2 separate regions of the Hordeum vulgare genome follow, and region 2 is linked to region 1. The links are chromatin contacts, called in public Hi-C maps. All regions are on one chromosome and are shown on one strand. The core of a region is the stretch at or near the end of the contact, and the rest is flanking DNA. Distances in the headings are between cores, read along the strand shown. Region 1 has its middle 60 kb from the start of LOC123442889. Region 2 has its middle 110 kb from the start of LOC123442890.

Region 1 (6,757 bases), core at 1,613-4,112:
CTCACGCTTCCCCGAGGCAAATATAATCTGTTTCAGGGCAAGGCAGGGGGCTCCTCGCCGGACTCCTCGTCATCATCGCAAGAGAACTTCTCGAGCAACGTACGCATGTGGCCCTCGAAGGCACTCGCCAAGTCACCGTGATACTCCTTAGGCAAATGGTCGATCACCCCTTCAAACTCGAAGAGGGGATCGCGAAGGAGGAGGTGGCTGAAGACGCGGGTTGCGGCACTCCTCATCGAGGATAGTGTCTACCTTCTTGTCCGCGCCCTCAAGCTCCTTCACGATCTCGGAAGAAAACTCGGCATAGCCGACGTCGTGAGGAACGTGGGGAGACTCGAGCGCCAACCCGCAGATGGAGCTCAGAGCTTGGCGGGCTCTGAGTTCTAGAGAGGAGAGCGCGTCACAGTCCGCTGCCGCCTTCGCATCGGCTACGCCCCGGGCCTCCTCTTCTCGAGCGATGAGCTTGGCGTTGGCCTCGGAGACTTGTTTCGCATGGGCGTCTCGAGCCTCAGCAACCTCGCGCTAAAGCGCCTCCAAGCGATCGCGCTCCGCGATCTGCTCGAATGCTGCCCTCGCTAGCTCGGAGCCACGATCGGCGTGCTTCGCCTCACGGGCTTTGGTGGCCTCCTGAAGCGCCTTCAAGGCTTTCGGGCTTGTTAAAGCATTGGCTTTAACAAGAAGTGCCCGAGGTCTCCTGCAGGAGCTATATCTCCCTTCACGTGACATAGGATGTTCTCTAGTCCGAAGCATTTTGTGTGTGCTAGAGTAATAAGCTGGTCCATTTTTCGCTTGCTCATCGCTTGGTAGGTGTCGCTCAGTTTGTTACGGTTTTTCCTTTTACCTTTGTTTTTCACTTTTATTGTTCTTTTCCTATATTTTATTTGTTTATTCATCAATTATCTTTCTTAGATCAGTGGGGTTTTTTTCGCGTTATACTTCTGTTTGCTTTGTTTCAACACATATTTTCTTAGTATTTTATTTATCTTTTTTATATAATAGTTTTCTTTGTTTCTTCATTGATTATCTTTGTTTTTCTTTTTCTTTTTCCATTTGTTCTTCTTTTTCCTCATGGTTCTTTTCACATATATAATATTTTTAACGGTATTCTTTATTTCTTGGTCTTTGTTGTTTTGACTCATTTTGTGATGCTTTCATTTGGTTATTCTATTTTTTTAGTTTACCTTACTCTTTTTTATTATATGTTTTTCGTTGGATCCTTGGTTTCAATTATGTTTATATAAAAAAATATCATGTAGTTTCAGAATTATATATGTGTATAGAAAATTTATTCCTGATGTATAAAAAAAGTTCTATGTACATTATTAAAAGTAGAAACAAACATATCATTATTTAAAAAATGTTGAACATGTATATAAAAATGTTTTTGAAATATATGAAAATGTTAGGTTCTGTGTCAGGAAAATATTTTATTTCCATTATCAAAATTTTAGACACATGATTAAAATTCTAAACACAAGTTTAACATTTATAATTACATGATCAAGATTATTATTATACATAATGAAAACAATCGTATATGTGTAAAATAATTTTTATATGCACATTTAACATTTTTCAAATACTTGATTAACATTTTTCAAACAATTGATTAGACATTTTCAAATTTTCTTTAATATATTTTAAATGAAAAGTTAAGTTTTTTCATGCACATTATTTATATTGTATCTATAGATGAGAAACATTTTTCGTGTGCACATTTAATTTTTTTTAAATGCTTGTATACCATGTTTGAAATACATGATTATTATTTTATAAACACATGATCCTTTTTCCGTACAAAGTGTATATTTTTGGTATACATTTTTTGTATACATGAGAAACATTTTTCTACCGATAACAAACATTTTCATATTATTGATTAACAAATTAAAATGTTTTATATAATATGTTTATTAACATTATATAATTGTAAAATATTTGCATGTCCAAATAATAGTAAAACAAATAAAGTAATGAACAGAAAAACGTGAAAAAGGAGGCTGTGGCCCCGTATATTTGACGTCTTTGGCAGTCAAATAGGATTTACGGTGCAGTTGGCGAGTAGCCACCAATTGCTCACCACCATGTGGTCCGGAACGTTTTCTGCTGGACCATGTGCGGGTTGAGAACTCCTGTTTATCCGTTTGTTTTCTCTCTTATTTTACTTCGAGAACTATTCATGAATCTCAAATTTGGAAAAAAAATACTATTAAAAAGCACATAATTTAATTTCTTTAATGAATTTGGTAATATTATGTAATTTGAATAATATTGGGGATTTCATAAAATGTTCATGAATTAGAAAGAGTTAAAGGATTTTTTTGAAAATGTGCTCAGAAATTTAAATAATTTTTGGCAGTTCCAAATCTTGTGTCAAATTCCAGAATTATATAATTAATTTAAAAAGGTTCATTAAGTAGAAAATAACATATATTACAAAAAGTATTCGTCAAATAAGAAAAAGTTCATGATTTAAAAAATTCAAAAAATGTTCATGATTAAGAAAATGTTTATCAGCTTATAAAAGCAAGTTAACTACATTAAAAAATGTTCAAGGTTTCAGGAAACATACATAAATTTGAGAATATGCACACGAATTGGAAAATAACCATGATACAAAGTAAAATAATCACAATATAAAAATGTTTAAAAAATATAAAAATATATAAAAAAATTAAGAAAATAAGAACAGAAATGAAAATTGAAAAATAAGAAGAGAAGGAGAAATGAACATAAAAAATGAAGAAAAGGAAAAAAGTAAAAGAAATATTGAACGAAAAAATGGTCTAGGAACCTTCCCAAAACTAGAAGAGGGGCTCTGTGCTACTTGGGCAAGCCCAAATACACGTCGTGACCACGGGAGGACACGCGTTTGATCGACAACTGTCGACCTATGCGTTAAATAGGAACCACACACGCGTGGTGCAATTAATTTAAGAAAGAGTCAACAATCAAATGAGCCTCGTACATTTAGTGCACAAATATCTCATCGGCGTAAGAAGCCCACTCCTTCTTCTAAAGAGTTTCTCCTATGATAATCTGTAGTTTTGAATGCCGCCTCCCTCCTACAAAGAAAACAAATTGGTAATTTTTAATTGACCTGTTCACGGCTACCTTGAATCATTTTTTCCAGAAACTACTCAACCTTTGATGAGGTCATCTATGTGAGCGGCATAAACAACAGTATCAGATCAATTCTAAAAAATCGACTCCATCTGTATTAATCTATCATATTTTACATATAATAAGGACACTATCAAAAATATAATTTGCATCTATATAAGGCCATCATATCTTCCTCAGAGGATATGATTTTATTTTAATTTTGTATAATATTGCTTATTAATACAAATGTTGCATGAAGCAATAAGAAAGATGCCCCACATGCTACATGTTTAATTAGCCTGAAACTCGAGGGGTTTTCCACATAATTAGTCGTGAGAAAATGGATCCATCACATAATACATGAGCCCCCTAAGGCAATGTCATATCAATTGAACAAGATCCTATTAGTAGCCATACCTACCCCCTTTTCTGTGTCATCCAATATGACGATGACACTATTTTGATGCCCCCTCCTGAAGCGAACCAACTGATGGAGGTAAATAAAATTAACACTCCACTATGCTGAAGAGAGAGGGCTGAAAGTCAATTGTAGAAAATTGATCCTCGTACCAATTGTAAGTGCATCTAGTGCCCTTAGTGATTTTGGTGGTTTGAAGACTTATAGGTTAAGTAACTAATGTGTTTACAAGTGTACATATGCCCTATAACTTGCTGAGGAGTTTGAGTTATACGATGAATATCGACCTCTAAAATATATGTCTTCAGCTGAAGAAATTCCTCATGAAGATATTGAAGATGAGGAATTCGGTGTGCCTCGAAGAAAAACTCCCTGAAGACTTCGAAGTGTGAAGACTTACTCTTTCTGTTTCGTTTTCTTTAATCTTGAGTCTTATGAACACCGTACTGTTAAAGGGGGTCGAAGTAATACTACAGAATGAATTTCCTCATGATGCTCAACCCAAGCCTAAACCTACAAAAGCCTCAAGTGAGGAATATGAGAGACATGAGGGCTTTCACAGTTGAAAGTTCCGACCGTTGTCGCGATACGCGCCACCTCACCGATCTTATTCACACCAACGATCACAATATTTAAGGGCATTTATGTCAAATCATGTCGGAATGCTCCCTGGCTATAAATAGCCACCCCCACAACCACTAGCTGGTTGGCTCCTCCGAGAGAAACTAACACTTGTCATTTAGAGCAACCCAAATTTCTCAGAGTCTTCGAGAGTAAATCATCAAGTGAGGAAATACCCCAAACACCAAACCACAAACCAAAAACCAAGTGATTGAGCATCACTGACGAATTTGTTCCTGTGTGGAACTGAAGCCTTTTACCTTTGAGGATTGTGCATCCTCCAGACGGTTAGGCGTCATGGTCTAGAGCAATCCAGTAGTCAATTGTGGATCGCCGGATGACCAAGTTTGTGAGGGTTTGGAAGTCTGCCGTGAAGACTTACCACGAGTGTTGGGCGAGGATTGTGTGTCCTTAGCTCAAGGATAATACGGTAGGGACTGTGTGAAACTTCCAATTCTTCACCAGAATCATCAAATGCTTCTATTGCTACAAATTCTTCAACTGCTCCAGTGGTAACAAATTCCTCACTTGAGGAAACCACGAATGTTACTCATAAAAATACAGGTATGAAGGAATTGTATGTGACAGGCATGTACAAAAGTCTCAAAGGGCATCAAACCCTTTGCGATGTGCTCAAAAAGCAGATTCTGAACATGAACCAGAGGAAAGAAGGAATTGCCTTTGAAAGGAAACTGAATGCTGATGGATCATGCTCGAAACCTGAGCAGTATCCCAAAACCTCATGGGTTGCTGCTAAAGGACCTCCTGTTGATCCATCCAATCTAACAGGCTTTGCATGTGAATTATCCTATTCCTCAGATGAGTCATTTGACTCCAACTATAAATGGTTCAAAAATCAATCTGGTGAAGTATTTGCTCGATATGTTAGAACTAACTGCAGGAATGGACCACCCCTGAGGAAAATCCGGGTCCCCAAAAGCTACTTGAAAATCTTCAAGTGAATGTCCTCATGACACCACGTGTGAAGAACCTGAACCCCAAATCAAATTCCTCAGGTGTACCAAAGTCTTCAAGAGGATTAAAATCTTCAACTCGTCAAAACTATGCTCGTACTCGTGCTAATGCTTCTGATATGCAGGGAAATTACAAAGGATATGAATATGAGCATTATACCTCAAATCATTATGTTCATAAATCCTCAAAGAACTTCTCTCCTATTCATTTGACTAATCTAATCCCCCTACTATGAAGAGAAATGCATTAGCTTCAATGCCCCCTTTCTCATATGGTGCTCGCAGGATCATGAACTCTTTGCCACCCCTTAAGATGTGGGTGCTTAAGAATTTGAACTAATCACTTCTGCACGTGAGGTCTCCAGATGAAAATCATCATCTGAAGAATTTGCTGGAGACCTAAGGAAAATGCTTGATTGGATGCAAGCTAAAATTGATGAAATGATAACATTTCACACGTCCTCAAATTTACCGTTTATGATGAAATTCCTATCTAATGAAATTGATATCATATTCTTCAAGTCTGAAGCATACGAGATGGTAAGTTGTACTAATTCATCTGCAGGATGACAAACCCAAGAGTACTGAGTGGGTTCTTGATAGTGGTTGCACAAACCACATGATTGGTGATAAAACCTTGCTGATGAATATGCCACTAACTCCATCACCACTGAAGCAAATCACTTATGCTGACAACGGTAAAAGCAAGGTATTGGGACTTGGCAAAGTGGCTATTTCCAAGGACAGGCACATGGACAAAGTGATGTTTGTAGAATCCCTTGGGTTTAACCTCATTTCAGTCTCAATGTTTTGTGATCTCGATATGGTTGTTATCATTGGAAAATATAGATGTGTAGTCATCATTGAATCTGACAGATCCAAAGTCTTCGAAGGCTTTAGGAGAGGAGATTTATACATTGTTGATATTTCCACAGGTCCTCAACCAGCCACATGCTTACTAGCAAAAACCTCAGAAGGCTGGCTATGGCATCGAAGACTTGGTCATGCAGGCATGAGGAATTTGCACACGCTGGCGAAGAAAAAGCATGTCATTCGCATCAAATTCGTCAAATTCCTCAAGGACCACCTCTGAAGTGCTTGTGAGTGAAACAATGACCAGATCCAAACACCCCTCGAAGACTATCATGACTACTACTCGTCCGTTTGAATTGCTTCACGTGGATTTGTTTGGACCTACTCATTATGCTACTCTAACCAATGCAACATCCTTATATGGCTTTGTCATCGTTGATGACTATTCTCGATACACCTGGGTACATATCATTATGTATAAAACTGAAGTGCAGGAAGTCTTCAAACGATTTTCCTCAAGGGCCTCGATGAACTTCGGCGTCAAGATCAAACACACCCGGAGTGATAATGGGACAGAATTTAAAAATACTGGTCTTGATGATTATCTTGATGAACTTGGTATTACTCACGAATTATCTGCTCCCTATACTCCTCAAGAGAATGGTGTCGTTGAACTCAAGAATAGGACTCTGGTTGAAATGGCACGGACTATGCTTGAAGAATATCAGACTCCTCGTCGTCTCTGGCCTGAAGCAATCAACACTGCTTGCCACATCATCAACACGGTATATCTTCACAAGTTCCTCAAGAAAACCTCATATGAACT
Region 2 (6,757 bases), core at 2,054-4,553, 470 kb before region 1:
TTATGAAAGACCGGTAAAAAACCGTAACACCATAAAATCGAAAAAAACCACTCAAAAGGCGAAAAGGCTTCGAAAAAATAAAATAAAAAACAAAATCTGAAGGAAACGCTCAGAACGCGGCATGTGACGATGGCCAGAAGCGCGCAAGTGACGGCGCGCGGAAACGATCACTGGGAGGCTCTTAAAGGAGCGCTCGCTAACTAGTTGCTTTCCTTTTATGAACCGTTTTGACAAATAAATATATCGCATGCTCATGGATCGGCCCACACGTGGAAGGTGTTGTGTACTGCAGGCACCTGTTTGCAAAATGAACGTTAACCAATGCGTGCAGTGTTAAATAGGATTTGCCCGATGCCTGATGCTCACCGTTTCCCATTTTCTCCTTTCTTATGTGCTCACTAATGGGCAGGATGCTAATGTAAACGTTTCAGCGAGAGCTTGTTCCATCTCGGGTGGAACGAGATATAACTCTTGCGAACGACGAATAGGTACACCCAACATTTTGAGATCACGACTTGGCTCGCCCATCTACAAGTACAATCAGTGCAATTTATAGATTAGCTGGTTGCACAGCTATTGTAGCGCTAGTTAGAATTGTGCCAGCCTATCAAATGGTTTTTTAACAGTGAACATTTTTTGAAAAACTGATTGTTTATAAAAATGAACTTTCTTTTAAAAGCAAACATTTTTCAGAGATATGATTCTTTCTATATTTTTGAAAGAAATATATAAATTGTTCTATTTAATAATTTGAACATGTTTGTAAAACATGAATATTTTAAAGTTCTGATATTTTTTTTATAAAAATGAGTACTTTTTCAATTATCAATATGTTTTGAAAAATGCAAATATATTTTCATAATTGAATAACTTTTGTATTTTTAAAAAAAAATTAAAAAGGGAAAAGTTTTGAAATATACATTTTCTTAAAAAATATAAACAAACCAAAAAATAATGAAAAAATACAAATAAGAAGACCCAATTAAGGAACCTTCTATAAGGTTCCAAAACCACATAAAAAATGGACACGAAGCATTCGAGAGGGTTCTCAACTCCTATAACCTTATGTACCGGTCCACCTCATCATTTCCTAGTACTAAACCACGTGTATATTCCCCCAAAAGAAAAAAACTAAACCACGAGTATTTAACAGAGTGAACGCCTAATTGGAAATTCGTCCCAACAATATGTTTCTCTAAGGATGGTCTTTTTCAAAGCCCATTGTCTGATGGGCCAACTAAAGGAGGCACCAATGGGCATTTGTCCGATATGCATCCAAGGAGCTGTTAATCTTAAAAATCACTAATTGAGATGTATCCTTTTCAAAGTTCACTCTCACTTTCTCATGTTGTGACAAGTGGCGCACTGTAAATGTGTCACTTGTCGCAAGCTAGGAGTTTTGTCCTTTTTCCAGATTCGTTTATTTAAAACACCTTATAATTGGTGCATTCAAATATTAAACCTTTTTCACTGTTGGATTCCTCGCGTCGAGATCTTCAAAACTAGATCCTATTTTGATAGATTTTAACAATTTTTTATTAGAAATGTGGACAAAAATCCATGCCGCTCGCGAAGAAAAAAGAAAATATGTATTTTTTCGTTTTCAAGAAGCATGGACGCGCCTCTCGTTTAAAAAAGTTCATAGAATTCGATAAAAAATTCATCGAATTTGAAAAGAAATCACAAAATTCAAGGAAAAGTTCATTGAATTTTAAAAAAGGTCATCTAATTTGAAAAAACCCTCATAGAATTCATAAAAAAGTTCAATGAGTTTGAAGAAACAACAAGTAACATTTGAAAAAAGTTCATTGCTATAGAAATAAGTTTATTTATTTTTTTGAAAGAAAATAATCAATTTTCAATAAAAATACGAATTTATAGAAAAATCATGCAATAAAAAAGATGGAAATAAGAGAATAAAACCGCCCTAGAATTGTCCAAAGAATTGGCGGAAAACTGGTTTGGAAAAAATCCCAAATAAAATTGGAGGATTCCGCAACTCAGAGAACAAATAAAAATAAAACATGTTTTGAAGCACTAATGTTCGGCGGCGTGGCGGTGGGCTACGTCGGCTGTGAAGAATGAGGTCACGGTTTTGAACTATCGTTGGTCACTTTTTTTCAAAATCACTAATTAAAGAATACACCTTCCAACGATTACTCCGACCTTCACAGGTTGTGATAAGTGGCGCATCAGTAGTCACAACCTAGGAGTTTTCCTTTTTTCCGTAGATCTGCATTTTAAAACGTTTTATCTCCTAAACCATGCGTCCAAATCTCGTACCGTTTTCACCGTTGTCTTTCTCACGTTGAGATCTTAAAAACTAGATCCAATGTTGATAGATTTTGATGAACTTTTTTTTCACGGAAAAATCCGAAAGAAAAAAACTGACGAAAAAACCGCGCCTCACGCGATAGAAAAAAAAACAGAAAACGCGTTTGTTTCCTTTTTGAGAGGCACGGGTCGTGCCTCTCGCGAAGGCAAAACCATGCCTCTCGCGAAAGCAAAATCGTGGCTCTCGTGAAAAAGAGAGAGGAGAAAACGCGTTTTCCCCTTTTCGGGAGAGGCACTGACGTACCTCTCGCGAAAACAAAACTATGCCTTTCGCGGAAGCAAAACTGTGCCTCTAGCGAAAAAAATAGAAAAAATGTTTTTTTCCTTTTAGGAGTGGCACGGACGTGCCTCTCACGAAGGCAAAACCGCGCCTCTCGCAAAAAAAATATAGAAAATGCTTTTTTTCCTTTCCGAAAGGCACGGACGTGCCTCTCGCGAAGACAAAACCGTGCCTTTCATGGAAGCAAAACCGTACCTCTCGCAAAAAAAAGAAAAAACACGTTTTTCTTTTTCGAGAGGCACGGCGAAGGAAAAACCGTGCCTCTCGCGAAAGCAAAACCATGTCTCTCGCAAAAAAAATAAAATAAAACGTTTTTTCGCGTAAAAAAACAGAAAACGTGTTTTTAGTGATTTTTTTCGTCCAAAAGTTACGAAAGACCGGTGAAAAACCGTAACACCAAAAAAATCAAAAAAACCCACTCGAAAGGCTAAAACGCCTCCGAAATAATAAAATAAAAAACAAAATCTGAAAAAACGCTCAGAACGCGGCACGTGACGACGGCTGGAAGCGTGCAAGTGACGGCGCGCGGAAACAATCACTGGAAGGCTCCCAATGAAGCGCTCGCTAACTAGTTAATTCCCTTTTTTAACCCTTTTGACGAATAAATATATCGCATGCTCATGGACCGGCCCAACACGTGGAAGGTGGTGTGCACTACAGGCACTTGTTTGCAAAATGAACGTTAACCAATGCGTTCAGCGTTAAATAGGATTTGCCCGATCCCTGGTGCTCCCCGTTTCCCATTTTCTCCTTTCTTATGTGCTCATTAATGGGCAGGATGTTAATGTAAACATTTCAGCGAGAGCTTGTTCCATCTCGGGTGGAACGAGATATAGCTCTTGCGAACGAGGCATAGGTACACCCAACATTTTGAGATCACGACTTGGCTCGCCCATCTACAAGTACAATCAGTGCAATTTATAGAGTAGCTGCTTGCACTGCTATTGTAGCGCTAGTTAGAATTGTGCCTGCCTATAAAATGGATTTTTAACAGTGAACATTTCTTGAAAAACTGATTGTTTATAAAAATGAACTTTCTTTTAGAAGCAAACATTTTGCAAAGATATAATTCTTTCTATATTTTTGAAAGAAATATATAAATTGTTCCATTTAATAATTTGAACATGTTTGTAAAACGTGAATATTTTAAAGTTCTGATAATTTTTTTAAAAAAATAGTACTTTTTTAATTATCTATATGTTTTGAAAAATGCAAATATATTTTCATAATTGAATAACTTTTGAATTTTCAAACATTTTTTAAAAAAGGCAAAAAATAGAAATATACATTTTCTTAAAAAATGTAAACAAACCTAAAAATAAAAAAAATAAAAAGACGAATAAGAAGACCCAATTAAGGAACCTTCTATAAGGTCAAAAACCCATAAAAAATGGACACGAAGCATTCGAGAGGGTTCGCAACTCCTATAACCTTATGTACCGGTCCACCTCATCATTTCCTAGTACTAAACCATGAGTATATTCCTCAAAAAGAAAAAAACTAAACCACAAGTATTTGACAGAGTGAACGCCTAATTGGAAATTCGTCCCAACAATATGTTTCTCTAAGGGTGGTCTTTTTCAAAGCCCGTTGTCTGATGGACCAACTAAAGGAGGCACCAATGGGCATTTGTCCCATATGCATCCAAGGAGCTGTTAATCTTAAAAATCACTAATTGAGATGTATCCTTTTCAAATTTCACTCTCACTTTCTCATGTTGTGACAAGTGGCGCACCGTAAATGTGTCACTTGTCGCAAGCTAGGAGTTTTGTCCTTTTTCCAGATTCGTTTATTTGAAACACCTTATAAATTGTGCATTCAAATCTTAATCTTTTTTCATCGTTGGAATCCTCGCGTCGGGATCTTCAAAACTAGATCCTATATTAATAGATTTTAACAATTTTTTATTAAAAAAAGTGGACAAAAACCCATGTCGCTCACGAAGAAAAAAAAATGTGTTTTTTTTTTGTTTTCAAGAGGCATGGACGTGCCTCTCGTGTAAGAAATAAAACTATTCCTGTCTAGGAGGGAAAAATGCTTTTTTCTTTCCACTTCCGAGAGGCACGGATGCGAAAGCAAAAGCATGCCTCTCGAGGAAAGTAAAAACGGATTTTTTCCGTTTTCAGGAGGCACGGTCGTGCCTCTCGCGGAAACAAAACAATGCCTCTTGAGGGAAAAAAAAAGAACACGTATTTTCATGCAAATGTTTTTTTCGAAAAAAATCATCCAAACTCTAAGAAATACAGGTGGAAAATCGAAAAGCCGAAAAAACCATCTAAAAAGTCAGAACTCTCCAAATGGTGGCGCCTGAAAGTGACGATTGGGAGGCTTTCGAAGTAGGGCTCCTCACACTAGTGGAGAAATCGGTAGCTACTATTGAAATATGTCGTAGAGGCAATAATAAATTAGTTTTTATTATATTTCCTTGTTCGTGATGATCGTTTATTATCCATGCTAGAATTATATTGATTGGATACATAGACAACACACTATCTCTAGCGAGCCTCTAAAGGACTAGCTCGTTGACCAAAGATGGTCAAGGTTTCCTTGCATAGACATGAGTTGTCATTTGATAACGGGATCACATCATTAGGAGAGTGATGTGATGGACAAAGATCCAAACTATAAATGTAGCATATGATCGTGTCAGTTTACTGCTACTGTTTTTTGCATGTCAAGTATATGTTCCTATGACCATGAGATCATGCAACTTCCGGACACCGGAGGAATGCCTTGTATGTATCAAATGTCACAACGTAACCGGGTGACTATAGAGGTGCTCTATAGGTATCTCCAAGGGTGTCTATTGGGTTGGCATGGATCGAGACTACGATTTATCACTCCGTATGATGGAGAGGTATCACTAGGGCCCACTCGGTAATACAACATCACAAGAAGCTTGCAAGCAATGTGACTAAGGAGTTAGTCACAATATATTGTATTATGAAATGAGTAAAGAGACTTGCCAGTAATGAGGTCGAACTAGGTATGGAGATAACAACGATCGAATCTCGGGCAAGTAACATACCGATGGACAAAGGGAACAACATACGAGATTAAATGAATCCTTGACATAGAGGTTCAACCGATAAAGATCTTCGTAGAATATGTAGGAACCAATATGGACATCTAGGTACCGCTATTGGTTATTGACCGGGGAGAGTCTCGGTCATGTCTGCATAGTTCTCGAACCCGCAGGGTCTACACACTTAAGGTTCGGTGACGATATAAGCATGATTGAGTCATTGTGTTGGTGACCGAAGGTTTTTCGGAGTCTTGGATGAGATCCCGGACGTGATGAGGAACTCCGAAATGGTCTGAAGGTGAAGATTGATATATAGGATGAAGGTCATCGCAGTCCGGAAGTGTTCCGGGGCGCACTGAGGGAATGACGGAATACCGAAAGGGGTTTCAGAGGCCCCGACAATTGTTGGGGGGCCTCATGGTCCAAGGAGAGGGGGCACCGTAGCCCACCAAGGGTCTTTGTGCAACCCCTCACCCCTGCGCACTTCGACTGAAGGGGAGGAAGCCTCCTCCTAGGACGCCGCCAGCCCAACTTGGGTGGCAAGGCACCCAAGTGGGAGGGGCCAACCAATTCTAGCCGCCACCCCCTCCCTAGGGGAAACGCTAGGGAACCCTACCCTCTCCCTTCCCCCTACATATAGAGAGGTAGAGAGAGGGCAGCCACACGACAACTTGCCGCAGCGCTGCTCCTCCTCTCCCTCGTAGTTCCTCTCCTCTAAATACCGCATGGCAAAGCCCTACTGAGTTGTCACCACCAACAGCTCACCACGCCGTCGTGCTGTCGGAAGACTCGGGCTGCTACTTCAGCATCGCTCGATGGATCGAGGAGATGAAGGCGTCACCAAGTTGTACGTGTGTTTAATGCGGAGGTGCCGTCCGTTCAGCACTTGATCCGGAGTTCGTGGGACGGATCGTGAAGACGTACCACTACATCAACCGCGTTCTTGAACGCTTCCGCTTTGCAATCCACAAGGGTATGTAGATTCAATCTCTCCTCTCGTAGATGTGCATCTCCTAGATTGATCTTGGTGAGCGTAGGAAAATTTTTGTTTCCCATGCAACGTTCCCCAACAGCCACACCATATGTTGGTGGCGCTGAAATTAGACGCGACGCAAGCA

What was found. Hi-C and Micro-C count contacts between places; a contact is called where the count stands out from the background.
Region 2: a contact with region 1 is called in a Hi-C map of leaf, with 5 times the contacts expected there. The contact joins two enhancer-like sites. A contact is called at or near these places in 2 of 6 Hi-C or Micro-C datasets (leaf and seedling).

Annotation. Positions count from the first base shown.
Region 1 is chr3H:42,514,871-42,521,627 of MorexV3_pseudomolecules_assembly, reverse strand. No RefSeq gene overlaps it. Among protein-coding and RNA genes, the nearest start is that of LOC123442889, 60 kb to the right of the region's middle. Within about 2 kb of position 2,862, at least 2 of the 3 cell types and tissues checked have open chromatin away from gene starts, as enhancers often do. A contact at or near this core is called in leaf, where this site is marked.
Region 2 is chr3H:42,980,462-42,987,218 of MorexV3_pseudomolecules_assembly, reverse strand. No RefSeq gene overlaps it. Among protein-coding and RNA genes, the nearest start is that of LOC123442890, 110 kb to the left of the region's middle. Within about 2 kb of position 3,303, at least 2 of the 3 cell types and tissues checked have open chromatin away from gene starts, as enhancers often do. A contact at or near this core is called in leaf, where this site is marked.